2 separate regions of the Gossypium hirsutum genome follow, and region 2 is linked to region 1. Evidence: chromatin contacts called from public Hi-C data. All regions are on one chromosome and are shown on one strand. Each heading gives the region's core, a stretch centred on a gene start, on an enhancer-like site or on the middle of the called end of the contact. The rest is flanking DNA. Distances are from core to core; before and after follow the strand shown.

Region 1 (4,808 bases), core at 1,091-3,590:
GTTACAGTGTCATAGAAGTCAAAGGGCCAGGACTAGTCACAGGGCTTGAACGTCCCATCATTCATAAAGCCCAACCTAAAGCCACTCTATATGTAACCGTTCTAGCCTATATCTAACATATAGTGTTTAAAGATTTTCCCGAAGGTAATGTATTGGGGAAGGACGAGGAGATTCCTCTTACTTATTATCTTGAACTTCCTCTTGGTCCCTCAAAACCTTTTAGTGGAGGCCTCATGCTGCATAGTTCAGTGGGAGGCAGACTCTATTCAATTAAGAAAGTCGAACATGTTGCCAGACTTCAATTCGATGAGTATGTATTTGTGGAAATCAAGGCTCATGTTATCGATCATCCCGCAGAGAAAATTCCCTACCAGATGGTTCCCCTGACGTTTACAGAAGTACAACAAACCCAAATGGGTGGCATTCGTTCCCTCATTCAATTAGAACATGTTTTGAAACACCCTTAACTACGACCATATTCTCTGCTCGTGACATAAGATGATGAATCCTCGTATTATGATCCACAATAGGCGCCAACCAGTTGTTTTAGGGCAAGCCTGAAGTAGTTCAATAGCTCGCTTACGAACAGTTGGGGGGAAGATGAAACCTAACCTCACCTCTAACACATAAAGAGGCAAAAAGAAACCTAACCTTCGCCACCATGTTTAGGCTCATAAATGACACTTAGGGGATAAGACTCCTTCGGGAGGTTGAAATCATACTTATGATGGTTGATTAAAACTTCATGACAGCGAAGCAATCACCTTACTTCCCTTTCGGTGGTGGAGCATTTAAATGTGCCAACCACCAAGGGTTCCCTCTTCAACCTTGGAGGCTTCCCCATCTTCCTCTCAACTACTTCAAAGGTTTCAACCTCTCTTCCACGATTATTTCCAACTATTAAAGATATAAGAAAACGAAGCAAAAGAAATTGAAAAATATGGAACCTTACCCCGAATAAAAAACCCAAATCCAACAAAAAGAGCAATGACGAGGGAAGATGAAAGATGGAAACAAGGGAGAATATAGTGTGTGAAATAGTTAATATAGTTTGAAAGAATACCTTTAAGACATTTTTACTCAAGCATGAGACTCTTCAACATTTTTCTAGAATTACCTCTATTTGTTAAGGCGAATGTTGTTTTCTTATTATAATAGCTGGCGACTGCGTTGTTAATTACTTGTGCCTAGAGGTGCTCATGGGCCGGGCTAGTTGGGTTCGGGCCGGGCTCAACTAAAAATTTAGGCTCATTCATTGGGCTCGAGCCGGGCCAGGCCCAAAAAATGGGCCTAAAATTTTGCCCAAGCCCAACCCAAATAAAAATACTAAAACCTGGGCCCGGCCCGTATTTATTTTTATATTATTTTATATAATTTTTAAATATATATAATACATCAAAAAACTAAAAAAATCAAAATTAATATTTTCCAACAAATTGAAAATAAATTTTAAAAAATATGTAGACTTAAATAGCACTAAGATAGATGCAATTTAACAAGAAAATACCTCTAAAATAATAATAAAATTAACAAATGCCTTTAAAATAATAATAAAATTAATAATAAAATAAGTTTTATACAATATCCAAATAATAACAACAAAATAGGAGCAACTAATAGAAATATGGTAGCAAAATAAGGAGAAAACAACAAGAAAATAACATTCAAAAATAAAAAAAAAAGTAGAATTTCTGTCATTTAGTGAATTTGGGCCGGGCCAGGTCGGGCCCGGGCCAAAAATACCTTACCTGAGGCCCGGCCTATTTTTTAAACGGGCCTCATTTTTTGTCTAAGCCCATTTTTTCAAGTCTATATTTTTACCCAAATCCTTTCACATTTCGAGATGGCTTTCGGGCCGGGCCGAATAGCCCAGACCCATGAGCAGGTGTACTTGTGCCCTCATAAATTTTATCTAACTTTGGGCTGCTTAACTTGGAATATGAAAATCCAAACTCATTTATGTCAAATTTGTGAATCAAGTTAAGTAGAAAAAAAGTTAATTATTTACCAACTCAAAATAAATAATGTGCCATTTAGTTATTTAGATAGTTATTTGGGGATTACTCTGTTTGACACGTATAGGCATATCCTTTGGGAACAATTTTTTATTTTTTCTTGAAAGACTATTCTTGTTTGGGTACATCCTCCTCATTATTTATTCATTTTCTGATATCACATTTATCATTTATGTGGCAGAAGTAAGCTTTGGGCCCATAAAATCAGTTAAGGGACAAAAGCACCCCTACCCATGCACCGTTCAAGAAGTTGTCATCAAATATCCCAAGTCTAGTATCGTCTTTTCAAATCCCAAAAATGAAATCTTCCCCTCTTTCAATGTCCCTAATCCTGAACCTCTCATTATTCTCAGAAAAATTCCTCCAGCTGACCGAAATGTCCTCTAACATTCCTCTAACCCTCATGATCCGCAAGGGTAAAATAGTGCTTATATGGAAACCATCTCCCAATTTTTCTATAATAAAATTTAGCCACTCTCTTGTTTTCCCACAGCAAGTCCAACTAATTGATTTCATTCTTTTTCGTTCTTTTTTCCCCTAAATTTTATTTTCTCAAAAATGTCGCTCCTCCAATCCTCCGTCTATCCTCCGTCAACACTTCGTTCTTCGCCGTCACTGTCATGCACAGCGGCACACCCGATCGCTTCCTCCCATAGAGTTCCTTCCACTTCGAATTCCTTCGTCGCGTTAGAATCGTCATCGTTAAAGACCGTTAACTCTATTTCGAGCGCTAAGAACAACAGAAGGAAAGGCGTTGTCGGAAAGGTGAGGTCGAGCCTGGAGACAGCGGGAGCAACTGTGGGGCAGGTGACGGAGGTTACAAAGGACACCTTCTGGCCCATCGTTAACGCCGCGGGGGATAAAACCGTCGTCCTCGATATGTACACTCAATGGTACGTATATGAATGTATACGTGTACCCATTCTTTTGTTTCTTCGTATTCTGTTAATTAGTTGATGCCAGAATTTAGTTAAGGTTGTGTTTGCTGTTTGTTCTTACTTTTTTCCTAATTAATTCTAAATGTCCGGAAATCTATTTACTCAATGCTTTAATTTAAATTAAATTATATCAATTATCTTAATTGTATTTGCAGACTAGTGTTTCTCACTTTGGTAACTGGTAGTATTTAGAGTGATGCTCCTCCACTCGGCCTTGGTTCTATAAGCCATTAATTTGCCCGCCCCACTAATTCAATGGCTAGAATTTTCCTGTGGGTCATCTGATGGCCGCACTCTTCTAGAAGCTTGACAGCTGTCGTGCATTGTTTCCTTTTCTTTGGCTCTTGATCTCAAAGCAAATTAAGGATATTCATATATAATTCAACCCAAACCGAATTCAGTGATAGCCTGCTTTGCTGAATCTAAGAATAAGTTTCATGCATTAATTTTTTTTTATTAAGGGTATAGAGGAGAGGTTCTTAGGAATCGGGTCCGAGACAGATAGAACATTTGAATATAAATCCTTTTTCACTCAGCCTTTTAGTTTAATAGACTATTTCATGAATTAAATATAACTTGGAAATTTATGTCAGATGTGCTTTCAGTAAACTGAGGGAGTTCTAAGATCTAATAACAAGCTCGGAATTGGATGAAGTTTTGGAATACATATAGTTATAACTTTATTGGCCTTCACTAGTTTTGCATCTACATGACTTTTTTTAATGTTTTAGGTGTGGTCCATGCAAAGTTATAGCTCCCAAGTTTCAAGAATTATCTGAAAAATACCTTGACGTTGTCTTTCTAAAGCTCGATTGCAATCAAGAAAATAAGGTAATTTTTATGATTAGCGTTAGAACATCGTGTCGATAAGCTATTGTCTTCTTTAGATGTTGCTGAAGAGCAACACAATTCGAGGTTGTCTTTAGTTTTGAAAAAAAAAAAAGCTAAGGACCACCTCTTAGTCAAAGTGGTACCATGATTGTCGAAAGTGCCTTTATACTCATAGAGGTCATGCTTCAAGCAGTCATGGACCTCTTATATTCATAGAGGTCTTGAATTTCGCTTGTTCAGACATTAAAGAGGCGTCCCTTAGCTATCTCCAAAGTGAGGGACAAAATCTTGATGATGTCTCTTTTCATTGATATTCAAAGAGGACAATACTTTTTGTGTTATCAGCAGAAGCCCTAAAGCGATTTTGTTCTGAATTATCTAACCCATAAAATATATATGTATATATGTGAAACATTTTGGCAGCCATTGGCGAAGGAGCTTGGCATAAGAGTGGTTCCAACGTTCAAGATTCTGAAGCACAACAAGATAGTAAAGGAGGTGACAGGAGCAAAATATGATGACTTAGTTGCGGCCATCGATACTGTTAGAGCTACCTAACTTTCTTTCCGTACCTGCAAAATATTAATCCCATCAAATCAAAGACAACAGTACCTTCTTGCATGCTTTGAAGTAATTATTGTACTTGAATTTATGTATATATATGGATCTATTCCCAATCCCTCAAATGGAGAGGGAACGCCGGTTGTATGTAACCTAAACCTGCTGCTTCTGCTATATACCTTCTATTTCAGTTTATTGGGAGGGGTGTAGATGTGAAGCAATTGTGATTGTGAGCCAAGAAAATATCAGCTTGTTTGCGTTTTATTCCTGGTAGGCCCAATGACATTTAGAATCACTGAATCATCCTTGAGTAGGTCAAGCTTATAGCATGACAGACGGGTGCAAGATAATTGAGGTCTCTTAGTTTTTCAAATGTTTCGAGCTTTTCATAGGAGACCACATTCACACTTATCAAGATGTCAAACTTTTAGCGTAGACCATATGCAAAACGAGTAAGCATAGT
Region 2 (4,777 bases), core at 1,248-3,747, 220 kb before region 1:
TACCATAATTTAAAATGCCCAAAAAATAGAGACTTAAATCATGTCCCACAATATGCCAATATCTTTGATAGAATAATGTCGAAAAGCCATCCAAATCTGGTGCCTTAGTTGGACCCATATCCCTTAAGGCCGTATAGACTTCCTCCTCTGTGTATGTCCCTGTTAACATCATATTCAAGTCATCAGTAATACATCTCCCTACCTTGGACAAAATATAAGTTAACTCACCCATCCCCTTTGCCGCAAATAAATCTTCAAAAAAAACCCTTGCGATTTCTGCCATCTCCGTACCTTCCCTAGTTCCCCTTCCATCTCCATACTCCAAACATTTAACCATATTATTTTTCATGCGCTGTGAAGCATAATTATAGAAATAAGTCGTGTTTCTATCCCCTACTTTAACCAATTGACTCTCGCTTTTTGTTTTCAGAAAGCTTCATCCTTATCAATCTCCCAATTCAAATGAACTCTTATATTAATAAGTTCTGCCAAATTACCATCATCCCGATCTGAGACCAATAATTGCTCCAATTTCTTAGTCAAAGACTTTTTCAAACTGTGTCATTTCTCCTTTATCTGTCTTTCCCAACTCCTTAGTTCTAATCAAAGACTCTCTAGCTTAGCAAATATATCCCCCTACTCAATTCCCAAATTTGTTTTATTTCTCCTTCAAAAGACTTTTCCATTGTGCACTAAACTTCGAAACAGAATTTTTTATTACCCTCACATTTCCTTGAATATCCGTATGAACTAAAAGTGGGCAATGATCAGAGAAAGAATGGGGTATGTGATAAACACTAGCATTTAGAAATCTACCCAACCAACCATCATTTTCCACACCTCCATCCAATTGTTCCTGATTTTTTTTTTTGTGAATTCCCTCTCTCCCAAGTAACCATGTCCCAGAATAGCCCACATCCAATAAACGATACTTCTCCAAACTTTCCGAAACGTCTCTATTCTCCGTTTGTCCCTTGTAATACCCTCACTTTCTCAAAAAAATATATAATTTCATTAAAATCCCCGTACACAAGCCGTGGAAGATCTTGATAATCCCCAAATTCCTAAGAACATTTCACAAATCGCTCTTATTCCTAATAAACGAGGTTTCATAAAAACTTGTAAATTTCCAATCCCCCATCTTTCTCTTTCCCTTTTACCTCCACATCCATATGGTTCATAGAGAAACTATGTAAAGTGATAATTAGGTCCTCTTTCCATGCTAAACAGAGGCTTCCATGAGAACCATCAGCTCCCACCTCAATCCTATTAACAAAACCACATCGTCTCCTCACTGCTTCCATTCTTTTACCATTTAGTTTTATCTCCATAAAGAAGACCAGTTGGGGATTAGACGTCTTCAGCGTATGCCAAAGTCTTCTAACAGCCTGTGGGTTCCCCAACCCACAGACATTCCAACTTTGGAGTTTCATTGCGACCGGTCGGCTTGCCCTTTGGCAGCCACCGATAAATAATGAGGTTTAACTACCATCATTCTTTCTCTTCTTTTCCTAGAGTCATCTATTCTCGATCCATTTTGAGAATCTTCTTCTCATCGTAGCCGTTTCTTCCCTTCACCCCCTCAAAAGGACACTCCCTAGAATCATGTTCCATTTCTATTTGACCCGACCCACCATTTGATTCTCCTTCCAAATTCACCCCCAACACAAGATTAACCATATCTGACATTGCTCCTCCACACCCTTTTCCTCCTTCTCTTTTTATCCATATATTGTTCATTGCCAGAGCCCTCCTTGATTGAGCACGGATTGTTAAATCTCATCTCATTTCCATAACATCAGTCTCAGTCTCCATCCTTATTTTGCAGAAAGAATCACTGTGACCCAGACATCCAAAATAAAAGTAAAATAGGGTTAACCATTCATACTTGAAATTGACTATGAACAAATACCCAAGGAGAATATGAGCCTCTTCTTTCTTTTTAGCGGTCATTGAACATCAACCAATACAGAATTCGTATATAATTGTTGAAACCCTTTTCAAAATTTTTGTATCATACTCCATAAACCCCCTACAAAATCTCTCAATTATCTTGCTACTCGTTCAGAAAAGAATAATGGGGGCATATCATGGACATGCACCCAGAAGCAAACAGATAATAATGGGACTTTTAGTGGATCCTCCTCATCTACCATAAAATACAACACCAAAAGATGACTATTGAAAGTCCATGGCGATCCACTTTGCACTCTTTCCAAATCCATTTTATGAAAAAATTGGAACAAAAATTATTTTTCTCCCAAATATGATATTTGTACTCCCTTCACGGAATGCCATAAAATTTCCATTGTACTTCTCATTACCGGGAAATGAATTACACTTGCCGTGAAAAAACACCCAACCAAACACAAATCATAAACCTCCTTTGTCTTATCTACATCGCTACCAACTGCTGAGATCTCATCCTCATCATCTTCCAACGTAAGATTAGCCAAGTTATTCTCCATGCTTCTACCGCCACTTTCTATACTACAGTCCAAAACAAGCGCACTAGAAACCCTAGAAACCAAAACTTGCTAGAAAAGCAGACAAATACGTGCTAGTACAACAGACTTTTAAATTCTAAAAAATATTAATTTACAAAGTGAATACTCATTATTCTTAGTTGTACCTACAATTTATTAAGTTTTTTTTTTAATGTGCGAATACATCCAATTATTTAGACCTTTTAGGCTACACATGTAAGAAAATAATTGATACACCTTTTAGTCTACACATATAATAAGATAATTGATACACATTTTTTAATTGGACATATTTATACATTTAAAAAATAAATTTACATGCACAATTAATAAAATTAAAATTATTTATATTATTTATTTTCTAAAATATATATTTAATTTTTTCCTAGAAGGTACCAATAGAATTAAAACATTGATTCATATCAAGTTTTTAAAGAAAACTATTTTTAAATGTTTTTTTAAATTTTATGTAATTTAGAAAAATAATTTTGATTGAATGTTGACAAATGATTGTCCTGATTCAATGTGAATATAATAAGATAATTGATACACATTTTTTAATTGGACATATTTATACATTTAAAAAATAAATTTACACGCACAATTAATAAAATTAAAATTATTTATATTATTTATTTTCTAAAATATATATTTAATTTTTTCCTAGAAGGTACCAATAGAATTAAAACATTGATTCATATCAAGTTTTTAAAGAAAACTATTTTTAAATGTTTTTTAAAATTTTATGTAATTTAGAAAAATAATTTTGAATGAATATTGACAAATGGTTGTCCTGATTCAATGTGAATTTGGACTTAACTTTTAAATGATATTTATTAATTATTATTATTTTTGAATTTTTTGAATCTTTTTAAATTTATTTAATATTATTATATATTTTAATAATGTTTTACAAAGTTATAATTTTTTTAAAAAAATTTAAAAATATATTTTTTTTAATTTTTAAAAAAAATTAAGCTTTGAAACGAATAAAACTAAACAATCAATCATATATCCAAGTTCATTCTAGTAAAAAAAATAAATGTTTGTTTTTAAAAAAATAATTTTATTTTATTTTTCTGACGAGGTATCTGATGTGACAGTGCCACATCAGTAATTGTCATTGACATGGAGCACCACATCATTGTTGCTAAGAGAAATTATTCCATGGACCATTCTCACCACATCATATATGGTCCCATCCAATTATTTTATGCCACATCAACCACTTTTTCCAACTCATTAAAAAATTTCCAAGTTAGATTCAATTTCTTCAAAGGCTTTTTTTTAAGGTCAGTTTTAATTTCCCCTAATTTTTTTTCCGTCAAATTCAATTTCTTGAAGTTTTTTTTCCAGATTTTTTCTTTTCTTTTCTCTCACTGCAACTTCACTATTAGAAGAAAAGGACTTAGGGTTTTGGTGATTTTTCCAATTTTTTCTATCTTCATCGTCTCCTCACTATTAGGAAAAAAGGATTTGCGGCTTCATTCTTTCTCAACATCAGCAATTAAAGGATTACAGGTTGAGCAAAAAAATGGAGAGATTACAAAATCTAGTTTGTTCCTATTTTCGTTCATAACAATTTTTATTTATTTATTGGGAAAAAAAGAAAAATTTAAGTAAAATTGTGAAGAGCAACCCTTTTGAAATTTCTGTCAATATATATGCAGTGGGGAGTGACTAGCTTCTTGTATCTCAAATCTTTTCTCTTTTTCAATAAGGGTTTTGCATTTTATATAGTGGTTTGATTATCATTCTGGATTTTTTCCATTTGATAAAAGAGAGATTGAAAGATAAGTGAACAATAAGACCAGTGGATGACAATGAACAGAGAAAGGGAGAATAATGGTTTTCTTTTTCCTTTCCCTTTGTTGTTGTTGTTGAGAGCTTGGGGGTGGGTTTTCTTTTTTCTTTTTTTACTGGAAACATATGTTGGTATTGGTTTGTCTAAATTTTAAAATTTACTAGTGGCATTTTATCACTAAAATTTAATTGTTAAAAAAAGTTGTCATTTTTTTACATTCTAATTGCATTCTTATTACACCATTCATGCTCGTTATTGATTTGACTGATTTGAAATTATAGACCCTTGTATAGAGGATATGAAGTTGTTGGAGGAGTCAAGGGAAAAAGAAGAAGTACTTCATGATTGATATCACCTAATGCTGCTCTATGCACCCAAGTTTTTGAATTAAAACAATCACTTTGTTGGTTGGGGGTTGACAGTCCATGAATGTAATTATTGTGTGTTCTTTTAAGGTTTTTATTAGAAATAATTTACAAAACTTGAT

The links. Hi-C and Micro-C count contacts between places; a contact is called where the count stands out from the background.
Region 2: a contact with region 1 is called in a Hi-C map of leaf, with 2.2 times the contacts expected there. The contact joins the enhancer-like site here to the promoter of LOC107895054 in region 1. A contact is called at or near these places in 3 of 34 Hi-C or Micro-C datasets (callus and leaf).

The regions. Positions count from the first base shown.
Region 1 is chrA13:80,781,259-80,786,066 of Gossypium_hirsutum_v2.1, reverse strand. LOC107895054 (thioredoxin F-type, chloroplastic) reads left to right here and starts at 2,340. Exons shown (of 3, transcript XM_016820253.2): 1 at 2,340-2,908; 2 at 3,685-3,784; 3 at 4,208-4,609. The coding sequence starts at 2,574. The coding sequence ends at 4,342.
Region 2 is chrA13:80,999,276-81,004,052 of Gossypium_hirsutum_v2.1, reverse strand. It overlaps LOC121212717 (a long non-coding RNA gene), which reads left to right. Exons shown (of 3, transcript XR_005908042.1): 3 at 1-776. Among protein-coding and RNA genes, the nearest start is that of LOC121212717, 5.3 kb to the left of the region's middle. Within about 2 kb of position 2,497, at least 8 of the 9 cell types and tissues checked have an H3K27ac peak or open chromatin away from gene starts, as enhancers often do.